Regions from separate parts of the Gossypium hirsutum genome. Here all the other regions are linked to region 2. Evidence: chromatin contacts called from public Hi-C data. All regions are on one chromosome and are shown on one strand. The core of a region is the stretch at or near the end of the contact, and the rest is flanking DNA. Distances in the headings are between cores, read along the strand shown. Region 1 holds the start of LOC107933377 (serine/threonine/tyrosine-protein kinase HT1). Region 2 holds the start of LOC107910161 (E3 ubiquitin-protein ligase SIS3). Region 3 holds the start of LOC121214685 (protein MODIFIER OF SNC1 1).

Evidence for each region. Hi-C and Micro-C count contacts between places; a contact is called where the count stands out from the background.
Region 1: a contact with region 2 is called in a Hi-C map of leaf, with 4 times the contacts expected there. The contact joins the promoter of LOC107933377 here to the promoter of LOC107910161 in region 2. A contact is called at or near these places in 3 of 34 Hi-C or Micro-C datasets (all in leaf).
Region 3: a contact with region 2 is called in a Hi-C map of leaf, with 2.2 times the contacts expected there. The contact joins the promoter of LOC121214685 here to the promoter of LOC107910161 in region 2. A contact is called at or near these places in 5 of 34 Hi-C or Micro-C datasets (hypocotyl, leaf, petal and 1 more).

Annotation. Positions count from the first base shown.
Region 1 is chrD02:39,397,867-39,402,335 of Gossypium_hirsutum_v2.1, forward strand. It overlaps LOC107933377 (serine/threonine/tyrosine-protein kinase HT1), which reads right to left and starts at 1,464. Exons shown (of 4, transcript XM_016865578.2): 1 at 932-1,464.
Region 2 is chrD02:39,781,915-39,786,140 of Gossypium_hirsutum_v2.1, forward strand. LOC107910161 (E3 ubiquitin-protein ligase SIS3) reads left to right here and starts at 2,966. Exons shown (of 10, transcript XM_016837934.2): 1 at 2,966-3,322; 2 at 3,410-3,448; 3 at 3,677-3,743; 4 at 3,864-3,937. The coding sequence starts at 3,294.
Region 3 is chrD02:40,160,260-40,164,545 of Gossypium_hirsutum_v2.1, forward strand. LOC121214685 (protein MODIFIER OF SNC1 1) reads right to left here and starts at 2,935. Exons shown (of 11, transcript XR_005910316.1): 1 at 2,556-2,935.

The DNA of each region.
Region 1 (4,469 bases), core at 214-2,713, 390 kb before region 2:
ACAATATTCCATTTACCTGTCAATGATTACTATATTGAATCCAATTTTATTGTGATCTATAGAAGAAGTTTAATTTACTCTTAACCATCATATCTGAGTGGATGATTCTTTTGGTAAATTAGTTTAATTTGTGTTTTGGTAATTTAACTTTAATTTTAACAGTTTCAAGCAAATATTTTAGGTCAAATTTCACATTTAGTCCCTAGACTTTTTCTTTTTAAGCATTTTAATTCTTTTTTTTCTTTTTCCGTTATTTATTTTCTTCTCTCTTTTTCCCTCTTATCCCTTTCATAACCCTAACCATTACTTGTATTTGAATATTGATTTTAAAACAATTATCAAAATTTAATTGATTAATAACAAATAAGGACTTAAACAATGAAGCAGCTTCTGGTTGTTAAAAGTCCAATAAGTGAAGAAACAAAGATGTAAATTTTCTGGAATTTTGTTTACCTCCGCAACATCAAAATAAAAGAACACTCATTCTGAAGGGTGCCAGAGCCCGGAACGACGCAGATCTACCAACACTAGTCCTCGGCGGCTGAACTGAGCCAAACCAGGCGGAAGCCGAGAGCGAGTGCGTCCTAGGGAGCAAGCCAAGGAACAGCGATCTCCTCGGCTCGCGGGGGCTAAGACAGAGTTGAGGGTGCAGCCGAGGAAAGACTTGTGAGTTTTTTAATGACTAAAAAATAAAGGAGAAAATGTAGAAATACGGGAGTGATAGACCAAGAAGCGATTAGAGAAGCTCACCAATTAAAACGCTAAACTTTGAGAAGGGGAAAAAGAGAAATGAATGCTAGGTGGAAGAAACGGAAGTTCATGGCCTAAATGGGGACCTCATTTCTTGATTTTGCGTTGGATTCTACCATCATTTCAGTTAAATATCCAATTCATTTTGCATTAAAATGAAAGCCAAAGAAGGTTCACATACCTCGTGGTGATTCCTTTTTAATTGCAGAGTAGAATCTTCTCAGTTGTTGCAGAGCTTGAGGCGTGTAGTAATTAATGGTAGATCCTCTTCCCAATGAATAATATTCCGATGCACCGAGCATCTTTGGAAGATTGTCTTACCGAAAGGTCGCTAAAGAACTATATTTGCATCAAAGATTTGATTTGATTATGACTTGAATGAAAGACAGGCATATCAGCTTAAAAAGAGAGAAGAGTGAAAAAAGGTAGAAGAGAAGGAAAATAACTAATTAAAATGCTTAAAAAGAGAGCGAGCGAGAGATTATACGTGCAATTTCATTTAAAATGATGGTTTATTAGCTTGGTATTACACTGATAACGGTTTAGTGATGATAAAAACATAATTTTAGATTAATTAGGATATTCATATTCCAACCACAAACTTAATATCAGGATTAATTCATCACAATTTTTCATTTTGTACTTATTAAAATATACTTCTACGTATATTTGTAAGCTATTCACCTAAATGATACAAAAAAGAAAGATAATGTTATTTTATTAATCAACGGTTGAAGAGTCGGCAAACATTGATAACGTGCGAAGATCCACTTCTGAGGAGACAATCTGGGTCTTTCTGATTATGACTTTCAGTCTTCTGCCCATTCTCTTTTCATATTTACCCCTCTCTCTCTCTTTATTTTCTCACCCCGCCATTTTCTCTTCTTTTTTCCCTTTTTGCCCCTCTCTCCGTCGGCCTACTTTGTTCTTTTCAATTGCTTTCACTGCCCCTACATTTCAATTCCAAACTTCTCTTGTCAATTTTGCATTATTGTTTTGTGTAAACCTTTAGAGCAAAAATAGATCACTTTAAATATATAAGATTTTATATAATATGAATATTATTATATTATAAAATATAATATTTTAAACATTTACAAAAAGTTATATTGGATATAATTAGAGGTCATCATGGCTCCGATCGGGTCTAAATAAAATTTTAGGCTCGGGCTCGGACTGGAAAATGGGTTTAAATTTTTATTTAATTTCAATCATGATAAAAATGCTAAAACTCAAGTTCGGTCCGACTCAACCAGCCCATATTAAAACTTTTTTTATATTATTATTTTTATATAAAAACAAATTAAAAATATAATGCATCAAATCACTAAAAACATTAAAATAAATTGTTCCCAACAAATTAAAAATAAATTTAAAAAATTATTGACAATTAAATAACACTAAGATAGGTACAACTTAGCAAGCAAATATCTCTAAAATGGTAACAAAATTAACAATAAAACAAGAATTATACAATATTTAAACAATAATAATAAAATATTAACAATAAAATTACGAAACGACACCAAAACAGTGATAAAACAACGAAAACAATAGTAAAAAGCAACAAGATTTTTTCTTTTTTGCAAATTCGATTTGGGCCGAGCCCAAAAAACATACCCGATGCTCAATCCGTTTGAAAAACATGCCTCATTTTTTATTCAAAATCATTTTTTGAATCTATATTTTTACTCAAACCCTTTTATATTTTGAGTGAAACTATGATCAGGTCCAGATATAATGTAAATTAGAGGTGCTCATGGGCCGGGCCCATAAAAAATTTCGGCCCGGCTCGAAATATGGGCCTAAAATTTTTCCCAGGCCTGGCCCGAGAAAAAATCATAAGCCCAGGCCTGGCCCATTTTTTAATAAATACCAAAAATTTATTTTAAAAATTAAAAAAAGTATTTTAAAAATATTTTAAAATTAAAAAATAATAATAAAAAAGTATTTTAAAAATATTTTAAAATTAAAAATTTTAAAAAATAAATATATGTATTATATCGGGCCGGGTCAAGCCGGGCCCGGGCCAAAAAAGTGGTGCCCGAGGCCAGGCCCGTTTTCTAAACGGGCATCGTTTTTTTCCCAAGCCTATATTTCGGGCCTATATTTTTACTCAAACCCTCCCATATTTCGGGCAGGCCGTCGGGCCGGGCCGGGCCACCCGGCCATGAGCACCTCTAATGTAAATACATATATAAATTGCTAAGATTAATTGACCAAATATATACTACTTTTTAAATAGCAAACCTGAGGAGGAAAAAACAAACAAACTTGTTGGTGGAATTTTGATAGTTCAGGTTAGTTTGATTCAAATTTATTTAATTTAGAAAAGAATTTCATTTAAATCTATTTATAAAATATATACCAACAATAACATAAAATAATATATTTCAAAAAAATAAAGTAGACTTTCAAATGAAAGAAGGTAATATATATATATATATATATATATATTAAAACAAACTTACTTATTGGATAAAATGTAGTTTGTTGTACTAAAACAACAATTTTTGTTTGTCAAATGTCAAGTTTTACATTAGAGTGGTACATGTTACCTAATAATTTGCAATCATTTTACTTTAGAAAGAAAATAAAATAGAATATAAATGATTTTTTTATTTAATGTAGAATGTAATAATTTTTTTTATTTTAATTCAAATTTCAAAAATTATTATTTGTATTAAGGTGGCATTATTATACATATTTATAATTAAATGTAAATTACAATTGAATTAAAATTCAAGTTATATATATAGTTACATAAAATTATAATTCATGTATCATTTTACACAAAATCAAAATTTATTGTATGTTTATAAAATGCATATAAAAAACTACATTTATCTAATATGAAAATAATTTTATATTTTTTAAAAATATGTACAATTAAATGAGAAAATCAAAGTTTCATGTATAGAATTGAATGAAAATTAAAGTTTTATATATATAATTAGAGCAAATCAAAATTCATGTATTGAATTGCACATTTGATCAAAGTTAAATGTAATTTTGAAATTTAATTTATTATTTTTTATACACTGACCATAAAAAAAATCTACAAACGCTTTTATTATATAACAACTATTCTCTTTATTATTCTAAAAATTTCATTATCAATGTATCAAATAATAAATGTAACAACCCCAACCTGTATCCCTCGCCGGAACCGGGTTACGGAGTATTGCCGAAGTTTACAGATCAAATAGACAGAAAATTTATCATTTCATATAACATAACATTCATGTCAGAAACCAATCAAACTCATACATATTGTCCCTTATTCGAGCCCTCGAGGCCCAAAATACGCGTTAGAAATAAGTCAGGACTAATTCGGAAACTTAGGAAATCTTTTCGGAATACATTAAAAATTTTCAAAGCTACAGGGGTCACACGGCCAAACCACATACCCGTGTGCTAGGCCGTGTGAACATACTGACTTGCAAACCTTTACAAGCCACAGGGGACACACGGCCGTGTCACCTGACCGTGTGTCACACACGTCCGTGTCTCTGACCGTGTGGATGAAAATAGTCTATTTTATAAGCCATTTTTCTCACCCAATTTGGTGTCAACCTACAATCAATATTGTGTATATAAACAAGTCCATATTATAGCATCTAAAATCAATCCCTAAACATGTAGTATATTCACATAAAATCAATATGCCTATAGGCATCTTAAATGACCAATACAATTATGTTTAACCATATATACCA
Region 2 (4,226 bases), core at 1,716-4,215:
GGTTGAGGCTAGTTTTTTTTGGAACTTTATTTCTTTTTGTTTTTCTCTTGAATAATCAATGTCCAGTTTGATATTTTTCAAAAAAAAAAAATTTATTGATACCCCTTGAAAGAAACAATACCGAATTGACATTATGGCTTTCACAAATTTAGCTAAGTATCGGTTCGATATCAATACCTTTTTATAAGGTATCGATAAAATATGTATGGTATCGATATTTTAGCTCCAAGAGGCAACTGAATTTAGCATTTCTTACAAAAAATATCGATACCTTTTTGTTTGGTAGCGATACTTGTTGGAGCATTTCCAACAGCTCTAACAATGTATTAAATGCTTTGGTTTTCAGATCCCTAACGGCTCTATTAACTACCACAACAACCTCAACGGTTGAAAATCAATCAGGGGGTATAAACACCAGCTTCTAAAGATCCTACAACAGCAAGAAAGCATATCCAAGCAAAAACCATCAATCAAACAACCTTTGTAATCAATACTTCCATAATTCTCTTATACACACTTGTAAGCTCTTTATTGTCTTTCTTTTGCTCAAGTGTATTATTTTCTATTTGTGTTTAACTGACAAATATTCTAATCTTGTTAGGATTATCTATTTGTTTTGTTATTTGTAATTCTTTGAGAGAGTTTATCTTAAAATTTTGGGTAGAAATCTTAATAGGGTTATAAGGTTAAACCTTGTCCTCAAAGGTTGAACAAATTAGTGAATTTGAGAAAGTCCTTAGTTGTGAAAAGCTAAGGTAATGGAGTAGGCAATTGGGGCTAAACCACTCTAAATCTTTGTGTTCATTGTTTCATTTTCTTTCCTTACTTCCACCAAAATTTTTAAAGGCCAATTCACCCTTCCTCTTGGCAATTTCGGTTTGATTAATCGAGCTAATAGGTTTATTTTGGTAAAGTTTGAATCGTGAATTGGTATGCATTTTAAAGTGCATATGTAGGTTTTGATGTGTGCTAAAGGCACCTTTTGAACACTTTTTTAAGTTAAGCATGAAATGGGCACCAAAATGAAAGTTTTTTGATATTTTGGCACTAAGGTATCGATACCATGGTAAAGGTATTGATACTTAGCTTTTTTTCATTTAGTTTTTTAAACAAACAAAATGCCAAAACAATTTCGATAGCGGTCTAAAGTATCGATACTCTACATTTGGGTATTGATACATTTTTCACTCTAATTAGTTTTTACAAAAGAAACAAAATTGTAAAATGGTATCAATTCTAGAACATGACATCGATACTTGTAAGTGAGTATCGGTACCATAAGTAAAGTATCGATACTTATTGTTTTAAGGATGATTTTTTCAAACATCAAAGTTAAATTTGGTATCAGTACTTTTTAGAGGTATCGATACCTATTCAAGAATTTTGTAATTTTTGTAATTTGACCCTATTTCATGTTCAGTTTAACAATTAAGTTTTCGTACATTAGATTGAGTCTCAGGAAAGTTTATTTATCATACAATGATTTATTTCAATGTTTTTGTCGGTAGTTGCTCCGGCAACGGATGTGGCATCCCAAAGCACAGACTCGGCGATCGGGTCGAGTAAGGGGTGTTACATCTTCATTTGATTTTGATTGTTCATTGTTGGAATACACCTTAAGAGACAAAAAAAAATAAAAGTTAAATGAAGATTTGCTTTTTTGAAAATAATACTTCAAAAATTCCCCTTTAAAAATAGAGAAAGATGAAGGGACGAGGGACAAGGGACGAGAAAGATGAGGGGATGAAGGTAGGAAATTGGGAAAGGACAAATTTCCTTCTTAGTTAAAGATATATGCTTCGAGAAGGGTTAAACACCAAAAAATTATTTTGCACGTTGAAAGAGAATAAATTAGTGGGAGAACTTGCTCCGCTTTTCACGTAAAAACATGACCAATGATTACCTACCTTGATGAGAGATATATTTTATTAATTTAAATTTAAATCCTAGTTAAGGGTATTTTAATCGTAATAATACTCGAAATTCAAGTTCTATACATTTTGTACAATATTTTTCTATACAAAAACCATTTCCCTTTTATCAATTTAAAGTTTAAATTCTAATCAAGGATATTTTGGTCACAAAAATACCCAAAAATCTGGTTTTGTAATTCTATCCAATATTTTTTTTTGTACAAAAATCATTTCCCTTAAATTTTAGATTCAATCTTAAAAACTTCCCCTCGTATAAGAAAATCTAATTTTATATTAGTCTTTTCCTTCTTTGAAAGAATTCCAATGCTGTAGTTTTATATGGGTTAAATTACTATTTGGGGCTTAGACTTAGTAATTTTTTTTAACATTGGGGTTTGAACTTTTTTTTGGCCAAGTTAAGTCCTGAACTTGGCAATTGTTCTCACATTGGAGCTTAAATTTTTTTTGGTCCAAGTTAAACCCTGAATTTAGTAATTATTCTCACATTAGTGCCTAAACTTAGTAATTATTCCTACATTGAAACTTGAATTTTAGGGTTTTCAAGTACTACATATTTAAAAAGAAGTTTAAGTTCCAATTTGAGAACATTTGCCAAGATCAAGGCTTAACTTGAAAAAAAAAAGTTTTGGCCTTAATGGGAGAATAATTGCAAAATTTAAACCCTAACTTAGACAAAAAAAATCAAATCCCAATATTAGAAGAGTTGTCAAGTTCGAGCCTTAAAATATGATTTAACTCTTTTATATTTTGATTTGATTTTTAATTGAATTTTTATAAAAAAAATAGTTTTAACACAATTTCTTTTAAAACTACGATTTTTTAATAAAAGCATCGCAAGGAGTAGGATTCTTTGTGCTAAAAATGTCATACCTAATCTAACCGATTCTAATTCAATTCAAGCACGTAACCACACTATCACACGTGTCATCAAGTTTTTGTTTTTTTCCTTAAAGCCACACTTTGTAAAAAACATTTGTTATAAGTGTAATTAATTACTAAAAATTAATTAAATTCCAGGCCTTCCCTTCCACCTCGGATTGATTAATGTCTGTCCTTCCGTTTACTTACAAGTCCTCAAAATGCTACTGCGCTCTCTTCACCTTTATTTTTTTTTCTTTTCTTTGTTATTCCCGTAAATTAGTTTCTGCTTAATGAATCAATAACTAAAACAAAGATAATCATAGTAGGTATATATTCTTGGTCAATTTCATCCTTCTTTGTTTCCTTTTTTCTTTTTATCTTCCAAATGAATATCAGATCTCTTGGGTTTTGCTGTCCTTACACTCTCTAAAGCTCCCGCCCCCTTCTTTTATTTTTTCTTTTTTTTTCTCTGTTATACTTCTTTAAACTCTTTCCTCTATGGCAATCAGAGGTGTCGATTTCAAGTGGTTTGTTTTTCATCTCTTTAATTTTTCTTATTTATGCAGATAAAAATTGGGATTTTATTATTTGCTTTTTGTTTTTGGTTTTTGCAGGTATGATGGGTTCTTCTTGTCTATGCTGGCTACAAGTGTGTATCCTTTTTCTCTTTCGATTTTTCATTATTTTTAATTTGGGTTTAGGATTTTCTTGCTAGTTCTGTACATCTATGGATTTCTTTTTTTAAAGTTATTTTTGTTTTGGTAAAGTTTGATTGTTGGGAAAATTGGAGGAAAGGGGATGGGAAATGAATCTTTTGTTATCTTCTTTTGTGTTTGTTTGAGAAGTACTTGTTTGTTCTTTTAACAATTCTTTTCCTTTAGAATCATTGTTGCTATCAATTGGAAGCGTTATCATCATTGTACATACCCGTTGCATATATGGATCGTGGTGAGTGTTCTTTTATTCGTTTTGGTTTTGGAGAATTTTGTATGGATTGAAAAGTTGGTTCCTTCTGGATTTTGCTGATGCAGGAAAAGTTTCTTATGAATTCGGAACTTAATGTTTCAGGTTGACTACTCTACTGTCTTCATTTTTCGTCTTTTGATGTTTGTAGATAATGGACTTGCCGCTGGAATGGGTTTGTAAGTACTTGTCTTTTACTTGTAGCTATTAAGTAGTTTAAGCAACGGAGCTTGAACATGAGCTTAAGAGTTTTTCATCATGAAGTCTGAACCGTTGCTTTTTAATTTCATGCTCGTGCTGTCGTGCTGCTCAACTTAGATACTAGAATGCCAATTAGCCATTACAGTTAAAAAATCTATTTCTACCTTTGTCCTGTTTGATTCTCAGTTGCATTTACCTGCAACTCTTTCTTCTGTAAAAGGTAGTATTCTGTTAGTAGCTAACATTTTACTTTACAGGTACTTATCT
Region 3 (4,286 bases), core at 1,685-4,184, 380 kb after region 2:
TAGCAAATAAAAATAGATTAATCAACACTCATGCTACGTTTAGTAGGAGTATTACTTTTTCCACATATTTTATACATGAGTTGGCAAAAATAGTTTCAATTGATCATTTTTAGCCACTGACATGACTTGTTTGTGATAAAGAGGAGAATTTTTTTGTTTATTTTTAAGAGGTCTTATTTTTCACAGGAGTTTTACTTATCTTTCTAATTTCAAGTTTAAATTTGCACTAATTATTCTTTATTTTATGTCTAAATGTTTTAACACATGTATTTAATAAGCATTTTCCTCATGTTATTACACTAGTAACCAAACGTGTAGTTAATGAGGTATTTGAATGCTGAAGCAAGGATTATCAGAAAAGAAAAACAGAGAACTGTATGTAGGTCAGGATATATAACATTTAACTGATGAACACTAAACTGGGGGAGGGGAGAAAAAAATCCTAAAAGTTTATGTAATGTTGTGGTTAGTGACAGAATGTAAAAGTTTTTCACACTTGCTACTTACCATTGATGAGAACAGAACAATTATTTGCAATGCTTTTGAATCATTAACAACATAAATACTTAATTTTATCTCATAAAATTTTGGCTTCATGGTCCTTTAGAAAATAGAAAAGAATCTTATTTTTTTAATTAAATGCTCACATCTAACTAGCTAGAAAGATTCAGAAAAATGTTAACTTTAGTTTTTTTTTTTTATAAAAGCTTATCATATAATATTGATGCTTAAAAGTTTGTGTAAAGAATTTTACAATATCATAATACCCTGGTATATAGATTAAGAACTTTGGGTATTAAAAGAAGTACAAAAAAAAAAGAAGAAAGAGGACATGAATTTGGAACATCATAAATATGGTGGAAGCAATAAACTGAATGCACCCAGTGGGTTAGCATAAGACTCCTACTTTGTTATCTTTACGGCCTTCTCAATTATCCATACCAATAAACATAATTTTACATAGGAATACTAGTAACCAAGCTGAATCTCCTTTTATCTGCTTGCAAACCACCAAATCAAAGTGAATGTAATTTATCATATAACATTGATGCTTAAAGGTTTGTGTAAAGAAGTTTACTATATCATAATACTCTGGTATATAGATTAAGAACTTTGGGTCTTAAAAGAAGTACAAAAAAAAAAAGAAAGAGGACATGAATTTGAAACATCATAAATATGGTGGAAGCAATAAACCGAATGCACCCAGTAGGTTAGCATAAGACTCCTACTTCGTTATCTTTATGGCCTTCACAATTATCCATACCAATAAACATAATTTTACATAGGAATACTAGTAACCAAGCTGAATCTCCTTTTATCTGCTTGCAAACCACCAAATCAAAGTGAATGTAATTTATCATTTATCACTATTCTTCTCCCAAACTTACCACAAAATTTACATACAGAGGACCTAAGCATGCATTTCAGCCTTCTCATATGTTATGCATTTCAGCCTTCTCGTATGTTAACTTCTATAACCTACATACAAACTTTATAAATCCTATCTGTAGGAATGAACAAAAACCAACCAAGATAGGTCTACTGGCAGTACTAGTACTCATAAGAAACCAAATTTAAAAACTTAGCAAAAAGATTCTCAAAAATCTAAAGATTTACGGCCAAGCAAACACCTCAAACCTAAAGATTGATGATCATAAAACCAAATCATAATCTTTGACTCCAAGAACCCACGGCAAATATGTTATGCTTCATAGTCTATCCCAATCATCTTCAATGGGCATTTCCACCATTTTAACTCAGCATGTGAACTACAATATTCTCATGTAAAACCACCAACGCAAATAATCTTTCACCGATCAAAAAAGGAGGGGAAATTGTTGGTTTTGCATCTATCTTCACCCTAAAACACTGCTCCATCAGTAGAACTCAATAGAAACCAAACATCCAACAAATTCCAAGTATCAGTTGAGAAAGTAAATACACTTCCAAAAGAGACTTATTATTGAATCCATGTCCAGTAGCTTCCCATTTTCTTCACTTTTAGAACATCACTCTACTCAAAATTACCCTTGTCAAGTTTCAAAATTCATCCCTGCCCACAGTAGTTATTAAACCCTGATTTCTCAACACTATACCTGTCACATAAACATCTTCACTGACATCGCTAGTAGCTATGTCTGCAACAAACCTTTAATTTCCTTTCCTACTCTCCCTATTATCAGAAAAGTTCTTCACTGCATTTTATTATACCCGAAACTTAAATAGGTAAACAAAAAGAAAACAGAACAATCACATGCAATAAAGTATCACTATTTGACGTAGAAAGCTAAACAAATTATTTAAAGCCTAGAAACAAGTTAAACCGAACAAAAGAGGCTTCCAGTTATTGTAGTTCCCCAGAAGATCAAATCACGGCACCAACAAAAATAAACTTAAATCAGATAGCGCATAAATTATGGAAACCGTAGGTTTCGTATATTATTAGAACCATTTCGTTTCTTGTCAAATGATTGTTTCTAAGGAAACAAGCAAACTCTAGATTGTAAACAAAATATAGAATCGAAAAAGGTGAGAAAACACAAGGAACCACTTGCCAGAGATAAGATGGGAAACTGGGGGGTCGTCCCTTAACGAAACCCTAAAGAGAGAGAAAACAGAAATAGCCTTGTCCTTAATTTAAAATTAAAAAACAATAATAAGATAGAAAGAGAGAGATATCGACAACTAAGGGTTTCGTGAGATCGCGAGATGAGAAAAAAAATTATCGGAAAATATGGAGGAGATCGACGATGATGTGAAAGCCGCAGATGGGGTTCAGATCGGAAGAAAATGGGAAAAAAAAAGAATAAAAGAGAGAGCGAGAGAGAGAGAGAGAGCGAGAACAAAGGAAGTTGGGGATTGTAATTTGGACGAGTGACTATCGTTTTTAATATCGATTCGGGAATTTTTTTTTTTTTAACCTGAGAAAATTTTTAAGAAAAATCTTATGGAATTTGTTTTAAGGGTGATGTAAAAAATATAAGGATAAAATTTGCTCCAAGTCCCTCTATTCTTTTTATATTTAGAATTTAGTTCCTTATTTTTATTTCAAAGAATTCAATTAGGTGACAATTCCGGATTCAAATATCCAACTAGTTACTATGAATTCAGAAGATGCAAATAGACCTTCTCCATTATCTAAATTCGCATTCCTACAATTGCAGATTTGAGTATTCAATCCAAATCTACCTGTTGAAAAATAAATGCTTCTAATAAGGTTGGAACCCAAAATCTCTTATATATAATGGCATGCTTTAACAACTTGCCATAAGCATTGTTTATAATTTACACAAATTAATAAATGATGTAAAAAAACAAAATAAAATATTTTTAAAATTAAATATAATAATTAATAATAATTTTTTATTAGAAAAATATATCTTATTTAACATCTTATTATATTAAATTCCATATAGCTTCTCTTAAATTATATTATTTTGTTTCTGCAAATCTAATCGAATAATGAGATGAGATCATCAAAATTTTTAAATTTGTGTTTATCCTTTTTGTTATTTGATCATCTCAATTAGTTGACTTATTTTAAACAAATAATAATAATTTTTATATAATTAAAATTAAAAACTATAATGTAAATATATTTTATAATATAAGATATAATTTTATTTAGTACATATCATATTACAAAAGAACAGAATGCATACTCGTTTAACTACATGCATGTAATTTTAGTCTTACTTATGCATATAATTTTAGTCTTACAAGTGATTTTAGGGATGATTTTGTTGTCGTCCTCTCTAGTTTGGTGAATGTTTGATTCTTTTTTGTCGATTTTTTATCGCCGCTTTGGACCATCCGGGGCTGATTTCATTATAATATTTAAGTACTTGCAATCAATCCAAATATGTCGTGTTTGAGTTGTGACAAATCAATTGTCAACGTGTCATAATGTTCTATTGATGCTAAGGCTAAAGTCTTTGTTGTGTTGATGGAGCTTGTCATTTACCATCTACGACGAGTGTTTGCTATTTTTTTTATCTCTCTGAATTGTATGGTTCCATTCATTGAATGAATTAATGAATTTACCTTTTAAAAGAACTACATATAATATATCGATTATTATATATAAGAAAATTATAAATGTATAATAATTATTATACATTTATGACATTATATACACTCTGTTATTAATGACATACAACCTAAAGCTTAAACTTGTAACTAATTTTATAGTAGATTATAATATACACAATCAATATCATATAATTAAGATAGATTATTAATGATATGCATCACTATATATAACTATGTTCTATGTTATTATAATA